2 separate regions of the Mus musculus genome follow, and region 1 is linked to region 2. The links are chromatin contacts, called in public HiChIP or PLAC-seq maps. All regions are on one chromosome and are shown on one strand. The core of a region is the stretch at or near the end of the contact, and the rest is flanking DNA. Distances in the headings are between cores, read along the strand shown.

What was found. HiChIP or PLAC-seq counts read pairs in DNA pulled down with a chosen protein or histone mark.
Region 1: a contact with region 2 is called in an H3K4me3 HiChIP or PLAC-seq map of the 230-238 cell line, with 15 read pairs. The contact joins the enhancer-like site here to the promoter of Tcea1 in region 2. A contact is called at or near these places in 4 of 39 promoter capture datasets (3T3-L1-derived adipocytes, the C10 cell line, the HPC-7 cell line and 1 more), 6 of 115 datasets of contacts at active chromatin or transcription factors (the 230-238 cell line, embryonic stem cells, neural progenitor cells and 1 more) and 2 of 9 other capture datasets (adipose tissue and pancreatic islet).

Annotation. Positions count from the first base shown.
Region 1 is chr1:5,054,441-5,057,140 of GRCm38.p6, forward strand. It overlaps a transcript of Rgs20 not described here. Among named protein-coding and RNA genes, the nearest start is that of Atp6v1h, 27 kb to the right of the region's middle. Within about 2 kb of position 1,326, at least 3 of the 459 cell types and tissues checked have an H3K27ac peak or open chromatin away from gene starts, as enhancers often do. A contact at or near this core is called in the 230-238 cell line, where this site is marked.
Region 2 is chr1:4,856,411-4,859,110 of GRCm38.p6, forward strand. It overlaps Tcea1 (transcription elongation factor A (SII) 1), which reads left to right and starts at 1,284. Exons shown (of 10, transcript NM_011541.4): 1 at 1,284-1,566. The coding sequence starts at 1,504.

The DNA of each region.
Region 1 (2,700 bases), core at 76-2,575, 200 kb after region 2:
AGGATGATAAACTCTGGCTGGGCTTAATCCTGGGTTGCCAGAAAATGGCCACAGGTCACGTTTTGCAGAAGCTTAAAAAGGAAACCCCATTAGACCATGCATTTCCCATCAGGTTCAATCAGGGACAAGCACACATCCCAACACAGTTCTTGCCTATGTACTTCCAGCCTACATGTGACCTAGCACAACCTTACCATTGAGTTAGAAAAGCTTGTATAGGAGAATGAAAACATGGCTTATTATATCCCATAAAACAGTAGCCTCCAACATTTCAGGAAGTTTTGCCTTTGGGCAAGTTAGAGATATTTTTGCTTTATGGATCTCATAGGCACAGTAACTAAAACAGAACCTTGAGACTCACAGTAGCTAAGGCTTGTCTTGAACTCCTGCCTCCAGCTCTACTAAGTGCTGACTTCACAGTTGTTTAGCATTTTTCTCTGAGGCTCTAAGATCTTGGCATTTGGTCAGGAATGCTATCCCACACCTTTGATTATAGTACTAAGGAGGCAGAAATAGGCAGATTTTTAATGAGTTCATGGCTACTCTGGGCTCCGAAGTAAGACCTTCAAAAAGAAGAAGAGGAGGAGAAGGAGGAAGAGGAGGAGGAGAAGTAGGAGAAGGAAGAGGAGGAAAAGAAGGAGGAGGAGGCAAAAAGAAAAAATGCAAAGAAAAGAGAAAAGAAAAGGACCGTGGAAGTTCTAAAGGAAGCCCCCTTTAATATTCTGGAAGAAGGGCCTATGATATGTCTCAGTGTCTAAGACCACTGGCTTCTCTTTCAGAGGTCTCTAATTCAATTCCCAGAAACCACATGCTGGCTCACAACCATCCATAAAAGGATCTGATGTCCTCTTCTGGCCTGCAGATGTATATGCAGCAGAGCACTCATACACTAAATTAAAAAAAAAAAAAGATTCTGGAAGAAAGAAGTCGTAGAAAATACCTAAAATCCCCCCCCCCCAACCTGTTCAGCTGTCTGAAAGTCCTGCAGTAATCTGGAGGGGGTCCAGATCTCATGAGTTGTCACTTATGCTGGAGTGGACTTTTGCTGCTGCTGCTGTGTTTAAGTTATTTCTGCTTCTGTAAGTAACCCTTCATCTATAATTCTGTAAGTAGCCCAATAAACTCATTGGTCCATCAGATTGGACTTTAGTGGTATCATGACTTTACTTTGTTTCTTATCTGTGATGAATAGATATTAGTTTTGCATTTCTGCAGGACTTTTTTCCTTTTATTTCTGTTGAATATGTTTGTGCTGTGTAAGTATACATGTGATGAATGCCCATGAGTGAGTGGGTACCTGTGATGTGGAGGCCAGAGGAGGATATTACTCTCGACTTCATTCCCTTGAGACAGGTCTATCACTGAACAGGAAGCTCATCTGTTTCAGCTAGGCTGTCTGGCCAGTGAGTTCCTAGAATCTGCCTATCTCTGCCATCTAATGATGATGTCACAAGCACATGGATCCATGTTCCACTTTTATGTATATGCTTTTATATCAAGTACTTTTACTCACAAACCCATGTTCCCAGCCACAGTCTATTTTCTAAATTGCTTTTGGCAACTATCAGTTTAGTGCAAAGATTTTTCAGAAAACCCAGATTCATGTCACCACTCACCTGATTTTCAACATCCCATATGTAGCCAGCAGTATTTCCAAACTTGTTTTTTAAGTCTAAACCTGGTCTGACAGCTTCAATCTACTGACTTAATGAAGCTGGGCAAGGATCCAAATGAAAGGAACAACCAGAAGTGCCATGATAATAAAGGGGAGCAATTAGCATGTCAGCAACATCAATCTAACCTGCTAGTGCAGTGCTTTAACATTTATTCCGCAATCAGTTTAAATTTACAGGAAATTGCTAAAAAGAAAATAGTTCATTGTGGACATTGAGTTTAGCCTTTATGAAGACTGCAGAACTACAGTTCAGTGTCAAAGCCAGCATCATTGGCACAATTCATAGTGGTCACTCAGATTTCCCATGTATTACATGCACTTGTATGTGAGGTTTTATCAAATGCCTAGGTTTGTGGGCCAGTCACTACAATCAAGATGTGCCACTGCATGTCCCCTACTAGACCATTCACCTCTTTCTAATTATACCCACCACTTTCCCTTCATTTCATTTTTTTAAAATTTAATTTCTATTTCTTTTGTTTTATTTCCAATTTTAAAAAATTAGGTATTTTCTTCATTTACATTTCAAATGCTATCCCAAAAGTTCCCCATACCCTCCCCCACCCACTCCCCTACCCAACCACTCCCACTTCTTGACCCTGACATTCCCCTGTACTGAGACATATAAAGTTTGCAAGACCAAGGGGTCCCTCTTCCCAATGATGGCCGAATAGGCCATCTTCTGCTACATATGCAGCTAGAGACAGGAGCTCCAGGGTACTGGTTAGTTCATATTGTTGTTCCACCTATAGGGCTGCAGACCCCTTTAGCAATTCCTGTAAATTTAAACTTTAGCTCTTTGGGTACTTTCTCTAGCTCCTCCATTGGGGGCCCTGTGTTCCATCCAATAGCTGACTGTGAGCATCCACTTCTGTATTTACCAGGCACCGGCATAGTCTCACAAGAGACAACTATATCAAGGTTCTTTCAGCAAAATCTTGCTGGCATATGCAATGGTGTCAGCATTTGGAGGCTGATTATGGGACAGATCCCCGAGTGTGACAGTCTATAGATGGTCCATCCTT
Region 2 (2,700 bases), core at 34-2,533:
GAGTGCCTGGGGTTCTGAGATGGAATTCCCAGCACCTGCAGAAAAAAGCTGGGCATAGATGTGCATTCCTGCAACCACAATGCTTGGGAGTCTAAGAGAGGCCGATTGGGGAATTTGCTGGCCAGTCAGCCTAGCTGACTTCAAACTTCTAATTCAGGGAGAGACCCTGTCTCAAGGCAGTGGAGACCAGATAGATATCTTGAACCATAAAGGGCTTTATCTTAGTATAGAGAGAATCTTAAGTGGTAAATTTTGGTTAATGGTAATTAACTTTGAAATGCTGTTATGCATAGTGTGAATTGGTAGTAAATGGTTTAACTGGACACAGACCCACTTTCTCATCTGCAAATGAGAAAATGTTGTCCCCTCTTTTTTTTTTTTTTTTTTTTTTTTTTCCGGTTTTTCGAGACAGGGTTTCTCTGTGTAGCTCTGGCTGTCCTGGAACTCACTTTGTAGACCAGACTGGCCTCGAACTCAGAAATCCGCCTGCCTCTGCCTCCCAAGTGCTGAGATCAAAGGCGTGGGGCACCACTGCCTGGTGATTGTCTCCTCTTTATTACCTCACAAGGAAATTGAAGGAAAAGGACAAAGAAAATAAATGAAAAGCATGAGTTATGGGTGAAAAATGGTACTGAACCATTTACTTTCAATAGAAACTGATTAGTCAAAGTGGAATTCACTGTTACCCTGGGGAGCTATACTTTATTTGATCTTAAGTTTAAAGTGTGAAAATGCACATTAGTTATATGCCACGGCCTTCTATCATGCTTGGTGACAAATGTTTAATTTGACACGACATGTGTTTTAGTTAACTTTTTTCATTGGAAAGAAGATATTTTGAGTCTTAAAAGTCTGTAATGTTCATTGGCTCCTGATTTATTAACTTTCAACACATGGAACAAAGTAAAAACAATCCCAGACACTATACATGTCATTTTTTTACCGTGGCTTTTTTTAAGTCACAATTCTCAAGGCCGTCGTCTTTTTAGTCGGTTTTCATCAGCAGGCTAGATGGTTTGAATATCTGAGTCCAAGAGTGAGCCTCAGTGCTCATGCGCTTTAAGCCCTCGGCAATGCCTGTCCTGCGTCCCAGAGAACGCTCTGCCGGAGGGGTTTCGATGGAACTCGTAGCAACCTACCGCCTACTGCCTGATCCCTCTGGCGTGAAAGCCGGACTCCGTCCAACTCCAGCTCGCCAGCAACGCGAGTCCGGATAGGGCCGGAAGTTCCAGACTGCTGGGGGCGGGAATAGATTAAAAGAACAGCGCACGCCTGAGCGAGCCACTTCTACTTTCCAGTCTCCTGCGATCGATTCGTAGTGCCTGTGTGGCGCGCGCGGTGCTTGACTGGCACGGCCTAGGGGGCGGAGCGCTTATCCCTGCCGCCGCGGGCCGGGTCTGTGAGGAAGGCCTAGGCCAGCGGCTTCGCGGCTTGTCCAACGTCCGCGCAGCTTCTCTCGCTTCCCGTCCGCTGTGGCCGGGCGAGGGGAGGCCTTCCGGAGCCATGGAGGACGAGGTGGTTCGCATTGCCAAGAAGATGGACAAAATGGTGCAGAAAAAGAATGCGGTAAGCGGGCGGGCCCGGGGCAGGCCGCGGCCGAGTCCGCGACACCGGCCCACGCGGAGTCAGTCAGGGCCGGGCCGGGCCGGGCCGCGCCGCGCGCCCTCCGGGCTTTCAGGTCCGTGCTGCCCACGGCCGCAGTGAGCCCAGGACTGAAGCCCTCGACGCTGGGCTGAGAGAATGTACGGTGGCCGCCGCCGGTTACCCCAGAGCGGCTTCGCTGGGTGCCGCGGTCAGTTGCAGACGGGCCGTAAAGTGTGTTTATCCCAGCTCTGCCTTACACCCACTTGGTAATCACAAACAGAAAATACGCCGCCCCTTGGCAAGTCGGCCTGCGTGCGATGTGCCGGGCAGCCGGCTGCTGCTGCTCCGCGGGTATGGTGCTGAGGCTGCAGCGGGACGGATGACATCCTCTGTTCCTTGATTGGTCTGTGTGGATGTGTCCCTCGGTGTGTACCACTTTCCATCCCTTTGCTTCCACACTTGACCTCTCCAGCCAGCTTCACTTGAATCTCTTCTTCCAGACGCAGCAGGTTTGCATTATCAAAACACCAGAGACTTTTGCCATTTGTGAAGTAAAAGCCGTGCAGAGATGCTAAACGTTTGTGCAGTGAGTGCTTTAGAGTTACGCGCCTCTGCAGAATTCTTTTTATGAGTCAAGAAACTGAGTCAGAGCTAAAGTGCTGTCGCTTAAATACTGTGTAGTTTTGCTTGAGCTAGGAGCTCGCTGACTTTCCACTCGCTGCCAGCTTAGGATTTAGTGTTAATACCAAATAATGTAAGACTTTCAGACGCCCCCGGTTCCTCTTTCTTAAACAGGTGTGTTGACCCGCATTTAATTTCATGCCCCGTTAATCCGTATGTACGATTTTGGTCCTTTCAAATATTTCCTGTTTGTTTTCTGTTCCAGATATTAGCCTGTGTTGTTTTTCTTTCTTACTGATTGAGCTATTTCATTACTTGATGCAGGTGATGAGTTCTGGTTATATGATAGGTTAAACATTTTTTTTTTTTTTAAATTGGGAAACCTCTCTCTGGCTGAAGGTTCCCAGATTGCCACAGAGGAAACTCGCAAGAAGAAAAAAGTCATTAACTTCGTAACTTATTTTCCCAAATACATCAAGACAGACTTCAAGTCAT